4 separate regions of the Sus scrofa genome follow, and regions 1, 2 and 3 are each linked to region 4. Evidence: chromatin contacts called from public HiChIP or PLAC-seq data. All regions are on one chromosome and are shown on one strand. Each heading gives the region's core, a stretch centred on a gene start, on an enhancer-like site or on the middle of the called end of the contact. The rest is flanking DNA. Distances are from core to core; before and after follow the strand shown. Region 1 holds the start of CNIH1 (cornichon homolog (Drosophila)). Region 2 overlaps SAMD4A (protein Smaug homolog 1). Region 3 overlaps SAMD4A (protein Smaug homolog 1). Region 4 holds the start of SAMD4A (protein Smaug homolog 1).

Region 1 (2,700 bases), core at 157-2,656, 86 kb before region 4:
AGTGCAGTTTTAAATAATTATAAATGTAATCATACTCTTTAGCAAAAGGGAATGGATTTGAGTGTTTTTTTTTGCACAAGATGCTGCTGTCATTTAAATCACTCTGCCTATGTTCCATTAACAAATCCTTGTTATGGGCATGATGAAACCTGACTTAAAATGTTCATGAGCGTGAACATGCTCAATCATTCAAATTAAGACCAATATTCCAGAAAGTAGTAGAATATGGAGGGCAGAACAAATGTAAGATACATTTTTTTTTTCCCACTGTACAGCAAGGGGGTCAGGTTATCCTTACATGTATACATTACAATTATATTTTTCCCCCGTAAGATACATTTTTTAATGAATGATTTCCAAAAGGTTACTTCTAACTTTGCGTTAGAGAAACAGGATCCCTTAAACATTTATTGTAGAACTATTTCACAGGGAATTTACTTGTTCCCAGTAAGGTTGCATTTCTGTCCTGCAACATAACGTGAGTTTAAAAAATAAATAAAACAAAAGTCCTAGAGAAGCTTACGGTTTCTGAACGTTTTCAAAATCAAATTAAAACTACCTCTACTAAATCAAGTTACTCCGAATACAGAAGTGGCTAGGAAAAAGGTCTTTCGAGAAACTGTCAAAGTATGATTTAGGGGGAAAGTTCGGTGATGCAGAGAACAAAGTGATCAATTCAACCTCCATCCAAGTTCACCAGGAAACAAGAATCTGGGGGCGGAGAGAGGGGATGTTTTGCTGGAAGAGCACCCAAGTGCTGACAAGGAGAGTTCGAAATTTATCTAAAGTGGGTTGTAAGTATCTCACTTGGGCCATACTCCCGTGAATTCCCGAAAACAAAGGCAACCGGCATTAAATAACAATAATTCGGCAAGCTTCATCCCCTCTAAATACGTAGCACGCCTCTCCGCGCTCTTGACATTCTCCCGAGAGATGTGGGAAAGCAGGGATGCCGAGCCGGCCAGCAAAGCACTGTCCCGCAGGGCCCGTAGGGACCGCGGCTGCCCCACCCGGCGGGGAAGGAGTAACGGCGCGCGAGGCCTGCGCTGGGACACAGAGGGCGCAGGCAGCCAGCCAAACAACAGAGGCCTCGGCTCCTCCTGGACCTGGAGCCCCCGGCCCGCGGACGGAGGGCGCGCAGACCCCTGCGCGCGCGGCCTGTACCGCCCCGGCCTGGCCCCATCCCCAGCCGTGCGGACCTCCGGGGGCCGTGGCCGCCCCGACCACGGGCCCGGAGCGAGAAGAGCCTGCGCCGCCACCCCGCCCCCTTCCCCCGGCACTGGCTACTCACGTGCCAAATGGCGAAGAAGATGAGCGCTGCAGTAAGCAGCAGCGCCAGCATGTAACAGAAGGCCGCGAACGTGAACGCCATGGCCGGGGAGGAGCAGGGAGCAGCGCCGGCGCCAGCGGAGAAAAGCGGCGCAGGGCCCTCTGGGTAAAACCATTCACTTCCCGCGGCCACAGCCCTCACCGCCGCCGCCGCTGCCGCCGCCACCGCCGCGGCGCCCGCCCTCCTAGTGCGCTTGCGCACCAGCTTCGGAGGAAGGCGCCCTCCGATGGCCGGAGTCGGCCTTGCACAGTGTTAGACAGGGTCCACCTAACCCTAACCCTAACCCCAACCCTAAAAGATTAAAATATAGCGAGTTGATTTCTTTGGACTACTTCGCTCGTTTATTCTTTGAACAAGTATTTCTTCACAAGAGTGCCTAATATTTCCCAGGTACTGTCCTTCTCTGAGATACAAAGATGAGTAAAATAATACTTGCACTGAAAGAAGTTAGCATAGTGCCAGAAATTAATACATAAATAATAAGTCATTACAGAATTATAACCCTGTTAACGGAAGTCGGCAGCATGTTATGAAAGGTTTGAAAAGGCTACCCAGCCCACCCTGGAATGTTCAGGGAAAGATCCATGAAGTAGAAATTTCCCAAGCTGAGCAGAAGTTGTCCAGGCAAAGATAGGTAGGATCAGCTGTCCAAGAAGAAGGTTTAATATGAGCATATGCACAGAGATGAAGAAGAAAAAAGTTCAGGTCTTAGGTGAAACCGCCAAGGCAGTGTGGAGTGTTAGACTCCAGGAGTCATCAAAGGTTTAGATCATAGAGGGCTTTGCTTAAATGCCTGGTTAAGGAGCTCAGACTTCATATCCCATAAGCCCATGTTTTTCAATCTGTTTTACTCACCATTCGCAATTAGACTTTTTCATTGCAACACAGCAGAACATGACCTACACATTGAATTATAGAGAGATGGGCATCTGGATATCAAGACAAAGAAATAGATATTTAACAATCAAAAATTTCACAAGACAGGAGTTCCCATTGTGGCTCAGTGTGTTAAGAACCTGACTAGTATCCATGAGGATGCAGGCTGGATCCCTGGCAGGATCCATCGTTACCGTGAGCTGATGTCGCTTGGATCCTGCATTGCCGTGACTGTGGTGTGGGCCGACAGCTGCAGCTCCAATTCGACCCCTAACCTGGGAACTTCCATATGCCTAGGGGGCGACACTAAAAAGATGAAAAAAAAAATTTTTTTTTTCACAAAACAATGCTAAGGATCCATGAGTACTTGCCCCCCATCCTTTTTTGCTGTGTTGTTTTTAATGTTCTTTGTGACCCACAAAATTGACTCACCACCTGCTAAATGATTGTAGCTGATGGAAGCGGAAATCAGTGAAGGTTTTTAAGCAAGATCT
Region 2 (2,730 bases), core at 2-2,501, 88 kb after region 4:
GGAAGTTCCCAGGTTAGGGGTTGAATCAGAACTGCAGAAGCCAGCCTACACCACAGCCACAGCAGTGCCAGACCTGGGCCCCATCTGCAACCTATACCACAGCTCATGGCAACGCCAGATCCTTAACCCCTCGAGCGGGGCAAGGGATGAAACCCTCATCTTTATGGATACTAGTCGAGTTTGTAACCCACTGAGCCATAACAGGAACTCCCTAAAGCATAATATAAGCATCTTTATCGGATTGTTGAAGACATCCCAAATTTGGAGGAGCCAATGATTATGTCCTCTTAAACAGTCTTAGGCTTTGGCTGCTAGATCGACATCCAAGGAAATGCCAAGGCACTTTTGTGCACTCACTGTAGCAACTGTCTTCACCATCCAGAACCTCATTCCTTACGGCTAATCCATCTTGTTCCTCTTTGCCTCCCTCTTCCACATGAGGGTTTAGAAGATAAATTACACTCAGCAGTTACCGCTTCTCCATGAGGTCACACCACAAATTGGAGAAAGCAAACCAGAAATTCGCACTTCTCCCCTTTCTCTTAATTCCCCGGCTGTGCTAAACCTGCTAGGATCTATGACCAGCTGAGATGATGGTCTGGAATCCTCCCGGTTTCAGTAGGCCCAAGAGAATGTGGCAGTCGTGCCTGCATTGCATGGCTCCCGGCCATAGCGTGAAAATGGTAAAAGAAGGAAATGGTTAGATTGCTAACCTTTCCCTTTCTTTGCTTTAGAGATGAATCCCAGTGATCTACGAGTGAAAGAATGTAGCTCACCAGTGTCATTTGGGATCTTCTAAAGTTGTAGGAAACTCTGCATTCTTCAGACCAACTTGCAGCCTGCCAGCACATTCCTCTGCGATGAGGTGCAGGAATACTGGTGGCCGGGCTGGGATTGTAGGGCTGGGGTGGGGAGCTGCTGTTTAAAAATACATTTAATTATATTCCTTCTCTGCAGTAATATTGATACCATTTTTAGCCCATTGCAAATACTGTGATTTTCATTTAAATCATGTCCATTATCTTATTGACCTAGTTTTTATTTGGTGATCACAATGTTCTATTTCTGGATAGCTTAGCCCAGAATCTTTTTTTTTTTTTTTTTTTTTAATGGATACAGGCTTTTTGTGGAGTTTTTTTTTCTTTTTTTCTTCCATGTCTGCGTACGATGGGCTGCCTCTGTGTTCACGGAATTGTAGAAAACGGCACTGTCTTGTTCTCTTTAAGGGTGCGGCTTGTGTCTGTTTAATTTGGCAACGTGCCATGGGACCTCACATCTGGTGACTTTTTTTGGCCAAGGGATGGTGGGAGAGTTAAGAAATGCTGTTCTCTTCAAAATGAGAGGCAGAGGTCTTTTTTTTTTTTTTTCCCTTCTTTCCTCCTTTCTTTGCTCTCTCTCTGCTCTTCCGTCCTTCCCTCTTTCCAGTGTTCTCTTCTTTCCTCTCTGCTTCTCCCCATGTGCTGCTGTCCCCCCTCTTACAGAGCTGTACTCACTCGTGCCTCCCTCACATGCCCTTTGACACTCACAGGACCCCCCCTTATTTTAGGCCTTGCCCTTTCTGTTTCTTTCCCTCCTGTTTTCTTCCTGCTCTCGGCAAGCAGGGCCCCTTCTTCATTTCTCTGCTCTGGCTGGAAACTCCCCGGGGGGACCCTCTCTGGAGGGGTTCCTGGGGCTCCATTTTGGGGGCTCATCTTTCATAAGTGTCTGTTCAGGGCCTTGAGACCCCCTTTACCTTCCAGGGTTTTTTCCTGTGTCGTCTTTCACACTCCTTCATGACCCATGAAGAAACTTCGGTCTTTTTTTCAGGCAATGAACAGAATCGGGGAGTTTTAGGACTTAGACTGACCTGCCACCCTCTTTTGCAGCCGAGGAGGTAGAAGACCTGAGGGGGGATTCCCCCTAAGATCCTAAGGCAGTTTAGTGGCAGAACCAAGTCAACCACCCCATTTCCCGACTCCTGTGTTGGGGGGCGGTCTCTGCCCATCACCCTCTTTCTTAGCCAGGAAGTCATCTAGATGTTTGGTCTGGTTCCTGTTACACTTATTTCTCTCCATCACCATTAACCTTCCTAAATATTATTTGGTTGAAATGCTCTTTTAGGGTAACTGAGTCTTAAATGTGTCATGTTCTTGTCAAAAGGAGCCCCAGAAGATGAAGTGCAGAGACAGGAGCCTCTTGCTGAGTTGTTGGGGACTTATCTCAGGAATGCTCTTTTGCTCCAGGTCATTTCTGTGGACGTATTCATTCCTAAGAACCGGTAGATGATGGTGACATATAATATCCAGGCTTGAACTCCTTCCTGCCTAGCTGGAATCTCTCGGCTAATCAGGAAACCACATTTGAAGCTGTGTCCTGAACTCTGCCCGGCACGTCAGCTTGGCCAGGAAGGACAGGGAATTCCTACCAGTAGCCGCCCCTGGGGACCAAAGGAGTAACTGGCGGTCAGATGGGAGCTTAGCAAGGAAGACATCGGCAGCGCAGGGGACATTCCAGCCACTTGCATGGTCGCTTTTCTAAATTTTCTCTGTGGTTGAGGTCAAGCAAAACCCAGGATTTCAGCCCCCAGGCCAGTGACCCTCTGCTTGCTTTGGTATTTTATGATCTAACATTTTTCTTTTTTTAAACCCAGGAGGCTCAATATAGGGTTGTTAGCTTTTATCCTGGGAGTTTAGGATATTAAAAACAGTCATAGTAAAATCGTCATATAGTATTACACTCTATTCATAAAAG
Region 3 (2,700 bases), core at 148-2,647, 120 kb after region 4:
TCTAGGTACCACATATAAGTGGCATCATACAATATTTGTCTTTTGTATCAGGCTGCTTTCACTTGGCATGTTTTCAGGATTCATCCATGTTGTAGCATGTGTCGGAATTTAACTCCTTTTAAAAGCTAAATGATATTCCTCTGGATGGATGTGCTCCATCTCTGTTGATGGATCTGGGGGTTGCTTTTGGTTATTGTGAATAATGCTGCTATGAACGTGCGTGTACAGGTACCTGTAGAGTTAGTCTTAGTAGTTTCAGAAAAAAATGACCTTTGTTGAATGGGAAGACGTTGCAGAGAGGCGGATTATGGCTTCAGGAATTTCAGCTCTCTTTGATGGCGGAAGTGGGCTCCCCGTGGCTAGAGGGTAGCTCAGCCCAGAAGACCATCAGGGAGGAATCAAATGGTGGGAGCCCCCCACCTAGTAAAGGAGGGGGGGCAGACAGTCTCTGAAGGCACTTCTGTCTCCAGAATTCTGTGATTCTCAGGCAGATGGAGTGTGCATCCGAAGGGAACCATCTGGAGAAAAAGAAAGTGGTGTCTGACCAATTCTCCCCAGGTGAAAAAGGGGAAGTGAAGTGGTAAATGACCTACCAGTGAGGACAGGTGACTTGCTCAATTATCTGGGGATCAGAGGCTGATGAGGCCGGGAAGCTTTTCCAGCTAAATGTCACTCACTTACTTGAGATTAGAGGCTGATGAGGCTGGGAAGCTCCAACAAAGGCTCTGTTTAGTCTTGGGGAGAGCTCCCTGGCGGTCCCAAGGAAGCTTTCTTGCACACTAGCATCTTGGGATGGGGGTGGGGGATGAGAGCCAGGATTCTCAGCCCAGTCCCCTTATGTCTGCCTGGTCAGGAGGGCAGCCCCTGAGAGACCGGAGCCCCGGGTCCCTGTAGGCTACGCTAGTCCAGGTCAGGGCTGAGGGAACAGGGGAGGGGGCGGGGAGGGGGGAATGCTGGCATGGGGACCGTCCATCAGTGAATGTCAGCTGAGGTACCGCTGCCTTGGGATCCAACACAATTAGCTTCATTCCGTTACAGTTGGGGGTTTTCTTATCATTAATTGGGGAGGCCTAGCCAGAGAATTCCAGTATTCCAGGGTGAGTTTAATTGTGGGTGATTTCATCCTGCCCTTTTTATGTTGAAGCCAGGAGCTTGCGTCATATAACAGTGAATTCAGGGAGATTTTTATTTGCATGTGAATCATAGCTTTTCCAGCTGAATGTCACTTACTTGGAATTTTCATCTGATTTTGTTTTTGTTTTTGTCTCTTGGTGTTTTTCCATCAGGCTCTTTGGCTGACCAGAAAAAAAAATAGAGGAAGGGCTCCATCTGACTAGAGCAGGGTTTGAGTTGGCAACTCAAAAAGGAGAGTATTATGAATGTGAAAAAAAGAAAACGGATGCTTTATTTTGCTTTGAGGGAGGGACGGAGGCCAAGTCAAATTGAGAGCTCTAATTTGGGAATGGTGTTATTACAGGTCATTGGGAGTTGGTTACGCTCTAAATTGGGAGGCCGGTCACATGAGGAGGCAGCAAAGGCAGATCACATGGGGGACAGTTGAGGCTCTTTTACAATGAAGTTTTATTTTATTTACTACATGGTTGAAATGCACTTCTGTCATGTTGAGAAACCAAGTCACCTTATTGGCTGGTGAGCGCTCCCTTGGCCCATCCTCTGTTTTACAAATGAGCTAGTTCTTCCAATATGAGTGCTTTCCGGGGCTTTATTTAGGTGCTGGAAACTGTTCAGTGGTTAGCAGAACGAGCCATGTGCTGAAGGTTACGTATCTGTTCTTCACCTTCACATGCAGATCTTATTCTGAGGGGCTTGCTTCCGTTTCTTCTTCCAAAGGCTCTCCCCGTTTTAGATCTCAAGGTCAAGACATTCTGATAACTTTTAAAATACATATGCATGGGTACACACACACACACACGCACACACCCCCATGCACGTGTCTATGTATGTATGATCTCTATTTATTAGATTATCTTTCCTTTTCTTAGTACTGGCAAGATAAAAACCAAAATGTTGGGTCCTGCCAACGATGAGCTGTTAGGAACAGAGTATGTGTCCTACTCCCAAACTACAGATTCCTGACATTGTCATTGTCTTAGGGATAACCAGGAAGAGTCGTGTGTGGTAAGCTGCTGATTTTTCTTAGAGAAACAGGTTCGGCTTTCTTGACACATAAAGCCCTAATTCATTAACTGTGCTTAAAATAAAGGCAAAAATGCAGCCCAGGAAGCATTAGCAAGAATTCCGCGTCCAGGGCAAAACAAGTTGTGCTCATGGTCCTAAATGGGGCACGTTACGAAGGCTGTGACACAGTCTGCTGGTGCTTCTGAGGCATGCGGACCGGCGATGCTTGTGATCAAGGTTAGGAATAGAAGGTGTGTGGAAACTTTCTATAAAAGGCAGCCTGGTCCCCTGGCCTGGTGTGGACGAGTGGTCAGGAAGCTCTGGCACTGTTCATGGCCATACCAGGGTATTGCTGCCTGACCCTGGGTGAGTTTCTCTGTGCCTCAATTTGTCTGAAGTCCCATATTGGCCTGAAGGTGGGGGAGGGCTTCCGGGGATGTGGGGAATGTGAGATGCTATCAGATGTTATCCCTCTATCTAGAGGGAGCGTCACGTCACACATGGGAGCTCAAATCAGGGCCACGTGTCCCCAAAGAGGGCAGGGCTGCTAGTCTCCTCAGG
Region 4 (2,700 bases), core at 197-2,696:
TGAAGATACCTTTACTGGCTGGTTAATAATTAGCCAAAGAAAATTATTCACACACCCTATCTTAATGGTGACACCTAAATTTTTGCAACTCCACAATTCCTTTCAATACCCCCGACAGATGGTTAGGCACTGTTACATGTCTGACAGGAACTAAACGGTGCAAAAACTAGGTTTGAGGAAGGAAGGAAGGATTGAAAATCTAGGGACATATGCTGGAGTTAAAGAAGGAAGTGTTAATCAGTAGAATATCTCAGATACTTTATCTTAAAAAAAAATCCGTATTAGCAAAAAGGAATGGATATATATGTATATAAATACATATAAATGTATATGTGTGATTTACTTTGCTCTATGCCTGAAATTAACAACTTTTAAGTCAAGTATACTCCAATAATTAAAAAAAAAATACTATATTAACAAGAGCAGGGAGGGCCAGGTTTGAGGCATGCGTTTCACTAATTTCTCAGTACTCATAAACAAAACCTCAAGGTGCTGGAGAAATGCTCGAAAATACGGATAGCAAGGATTTGGTTATCAAGTCTACCTGTGAATAATCAATTAAAGTTAGAAGACAAAGCGATTTTCAGGTGTTAGTGTATTTTTGACCCATCCTCTATTACCGGAGGGCGCTTTCCCAGCTCTCTCTGTGCCGTCTGGCTTCGGCTCCGCAGCCCCATCCCCATCCCCCTCCTTTTCTGCGCGGCCAGGACCTAAGAAGCCCCTGCCGGGCCTCGGCCTCGCGCACTCAGCAGGTCCAGGTAAAGGCTGCCCAGCCCGGTGACTCAGACGCGCTGACAGGTGGCCTCGTCTGCCTCCTTGCCGCCCGGGGAGGCGCTCGTCTCCGCTCAAGGTCCGCAGCTGCAGCCCGCGCGCCAGACGTAGCTCGCCGGCTGGCCCCAGAAGTCTGGCGGCTTCCCCAGGGGAGAGCGGCGCAGGAGCAAAGGGCATCCAAGGCCCGACCCAGGAGAGGGGTGAGCTTCCCGGCACTTTTCGCGCTCCTGGGACACGGGCCGCACGGAGCCCGGTGCCTAGGCACGTCCAGCGTTGCATACCGCCCCTCCGCCTCCTCCGCTCTTCGGGTCCGCGAACCCCGGAACCCTTCCACGCCCCTAGCGCTGGTGACCCCAGGACCCTGCCACTCCCGGGCCCCAGTAAGGGCAAGGGGTCACCCGAGTCGGCGAACCACATTCCCAAGGACGAGCAGCCTGTGGCAGCACCGACTCCGCTGCAGCGCCCTCCAAGTCCCCTTCCGCCTGCTCTCCAGCTGCTCCAGCGCCCCAACCCCTCCAGAACTCGCGGGCGGTCGAGGGGAGGAATTCACTTGGACCCCTCCCCTTCTCCAAACTTCTTCCCTCCCCCCGCTGTTCCTCCAACCCTACCCCACTGCGCCATCCGGCTCCTCCCTCTTCGATCCCCTCCCCTTTTCTGGTCCCCGCTAAGGAATCCGCCCCCCACCCTCGCCGCCGGCCGGGTCCGGGGATCCTCCCCCGACTCCCCCAGTGTGCAGCCGCCGCCGCCCGGGTTCCTCTCCCCCCGCTCGGGCGCTCCCTGCCAAGCCCATGATGTAATGGTGTATGTTAATCAGTAGCATGTGGGGAGCTCCGGCTCCGGCGGCTCAGTCCTCCGCCAGCCGACACTGGAGACAGCAGGAGCGGCGGCTGGGACCCGCAGCGCTGCGCTCTCTCAGCGCCGCCCGCTCCGACGGCATGGCCCGCAGCCCGCGCTTCGGGCGTCCCCAACCTCGCTGAGAGTTGCCGCGGTCCCGGACCCGCGCTTGGGGCCCCGAGCCGCCGAGATGAACCGCTCCGAGGTGAGCGCCCTCTCTCATTTGCCCCAGGGAGGGGACCCGCGGGGCCCTAGGTCCTTTTCCCGGGGGACGTGCCCCCTCCGCTCGGGAAGTTCTGGGAGCGGGGAAACCGGATGCTGGGAGTGAGCCGCCCCTCAAGGGTTGGCTGAGTTGCTAGTCCCTCTTCGCCGCCGCCGCCGCCGCCACCCCCGGCGGCCACCCGGACTGGTTTAGGACTGGGGGAGCCCTCGAAACCGAACTTTTCTTCTTGTCAGTCGTTTGGGGGCGTGTGCCAGCGTCGTGGAGCCGCAGTCCCTGCCGAGCCACCCTGCCCACCAGGGGAGGCAGTGCTGTGGGCTCCGGCAGACCCGCGCTCGGCATGCGCTCGTGTCTGTGCCGCCTTCGGCCTGGGACGCGCGGGCGAGGCATTGGGCCGGACAGACCCGCCCGTAGGCGGCGGCAGCGGGGGCAGGATGCCTACAGCACACACACACGTACATACTCACATACACACAGACGCACACGCACGCACTCATTTGATCGTTCAGGGCGAAGTAGGCCCTCGGAGACATCCCGGGTGGGCTGGAGCGGCACGGCGCGGGGGAGCCGGGGCTCCGGCTGAGCCTCCGCCCGCTGGGCTCGGAGCTTTGGGTGGGGAGAGTTTATTTTTGTCTTGAGCTGCTGCCGCGGCCGCTCACGGCCTAAATCCAGAGGGGCGCCTGGCGGTGGAGATGCTGGCTGTTGCTGTAGATGGAGCTGCAGCCGTTCGGCTGCTTCTCCGGGAGGAGGAGGAGGTGGTGGCGAAGGGGAGGGGGGGAGGGGGAATAAGAGGAGGAGGAGGAGGAGGAGGAGGAAGGAACTCTGGCTGCTGCTGCTTCAGCCTCTGCTTTGCATTAGCTCCCACCCCCACCCCC

What was found. HiChIP or PLAC-seq counts read pairs in DNA pulled down with a chosen protein or histone mark.
Region 1: a contact with region 4 is called in an H3K27ac HiChIP or PLAC-seq map of skeletal muscle. The contact joins the promoter of CNIH1 here to the promoter of SAMD4A in region 4. A contact is called at or near these places in 1 of 47 Hi-C or Micro-C datasets (embryonic fibroblasts) and 1 of 2 datasets of contacts at active chromatin or transcription factors (skeletal muscle).
Region 2: a contact with region 4 is called in an H3K27ac HiChIP or PLAC-seq map of skeletal muscle. The contact joins the enhancer-like site here to the promoter of SAMD4A in region 4. A contact is called at or near these places in 14 of 47 Hi-C or Micro-C datasets (alveolar macrophages, brain, embryonic fibroblasts and 8 more) and 2 of 2 datasets of contacts at active chromatin or transcription factors (alveolar macrophages and skeletal muscle).
Region 3: a contact with region 4 is called in an H3K27ac HiChIP or PLAC-seq map of skeletal muscle. The contact joins the enhancer-like site here to the promoter of SAMD4A in region 4. A contact is called at or near these places in 2 of 5 promoter capture datasets (liver and skeletal muscle), 13 of 47 Hi-C or Micro-C datasets (alveolar macrophages, brain, embryonic fibroblasts and 6 more) and 2 of 2 datasets of contacts at active chromatin or transcription factors (alveolar macrophages and skeletal muscle).

The regions. Positions count from the first base shown.
Region 1 is chr1:183,827,700-183,830,399 of Sscrofa11.1, forward strand. CNIH1 (cornichon homolog (Drosophila)) reads right to left here and starts at 1,407. Exons shown (of 5, transcript NM_001243525.1): 1 at 1,292-1,407. The coding sequence starts at 1,372.
Region 2 is chr1:184,002,415-184,005,144 of Sscrofa11.1, forward strand. The region is part of intron 2 of SAMD4A (protein Smaug homolog 1); the gene reads left to right. Among named protein-coding and RNA genes, the nearest start is that of SAMD4A, 88 kb to the left of the region's middle. Within about 2 kb of position 1,252, at least 40 of the 83 cell types and tissues checked have an H3K27ac peak or open chromatin away from gene starts, as enhancers often do. A contact at or near this core is called in embryonic fibroblasts, fetal skeletal muscle, liver and 4 more, where this site is marked.
Region 3 is chr1:184,031,159-184,033,858 of Sscrofa11.1, forward strand. The region is part of intron 2 of SAMD4A (protein Smaug homolog 1); the gene reads left to right. Among named protein-coding and RNA genes, the nearest start is that of SAMD4A, 120 kb to the left of the region's middle. Within about 2 kb of position 1,398, at least 29 of the 83 cell types and tissues checked have an H3K27ac peak or open chromatin away from gene starts, as enhancers often do. A contact at or near this core is called in mesenteric adipose tissue, omental adipose tissue and skeletal muscle, where this site is marked.
Region 4 is chr1:183,913,891-183,916,590 of Sscrofa11.1, forward strand. SAMD4A (protein Smaug homolog 1) reads left to right here and starts at 1,447. Exons shown (of 13, transcript XM_021102232.1): 1 at 1,447-1,810.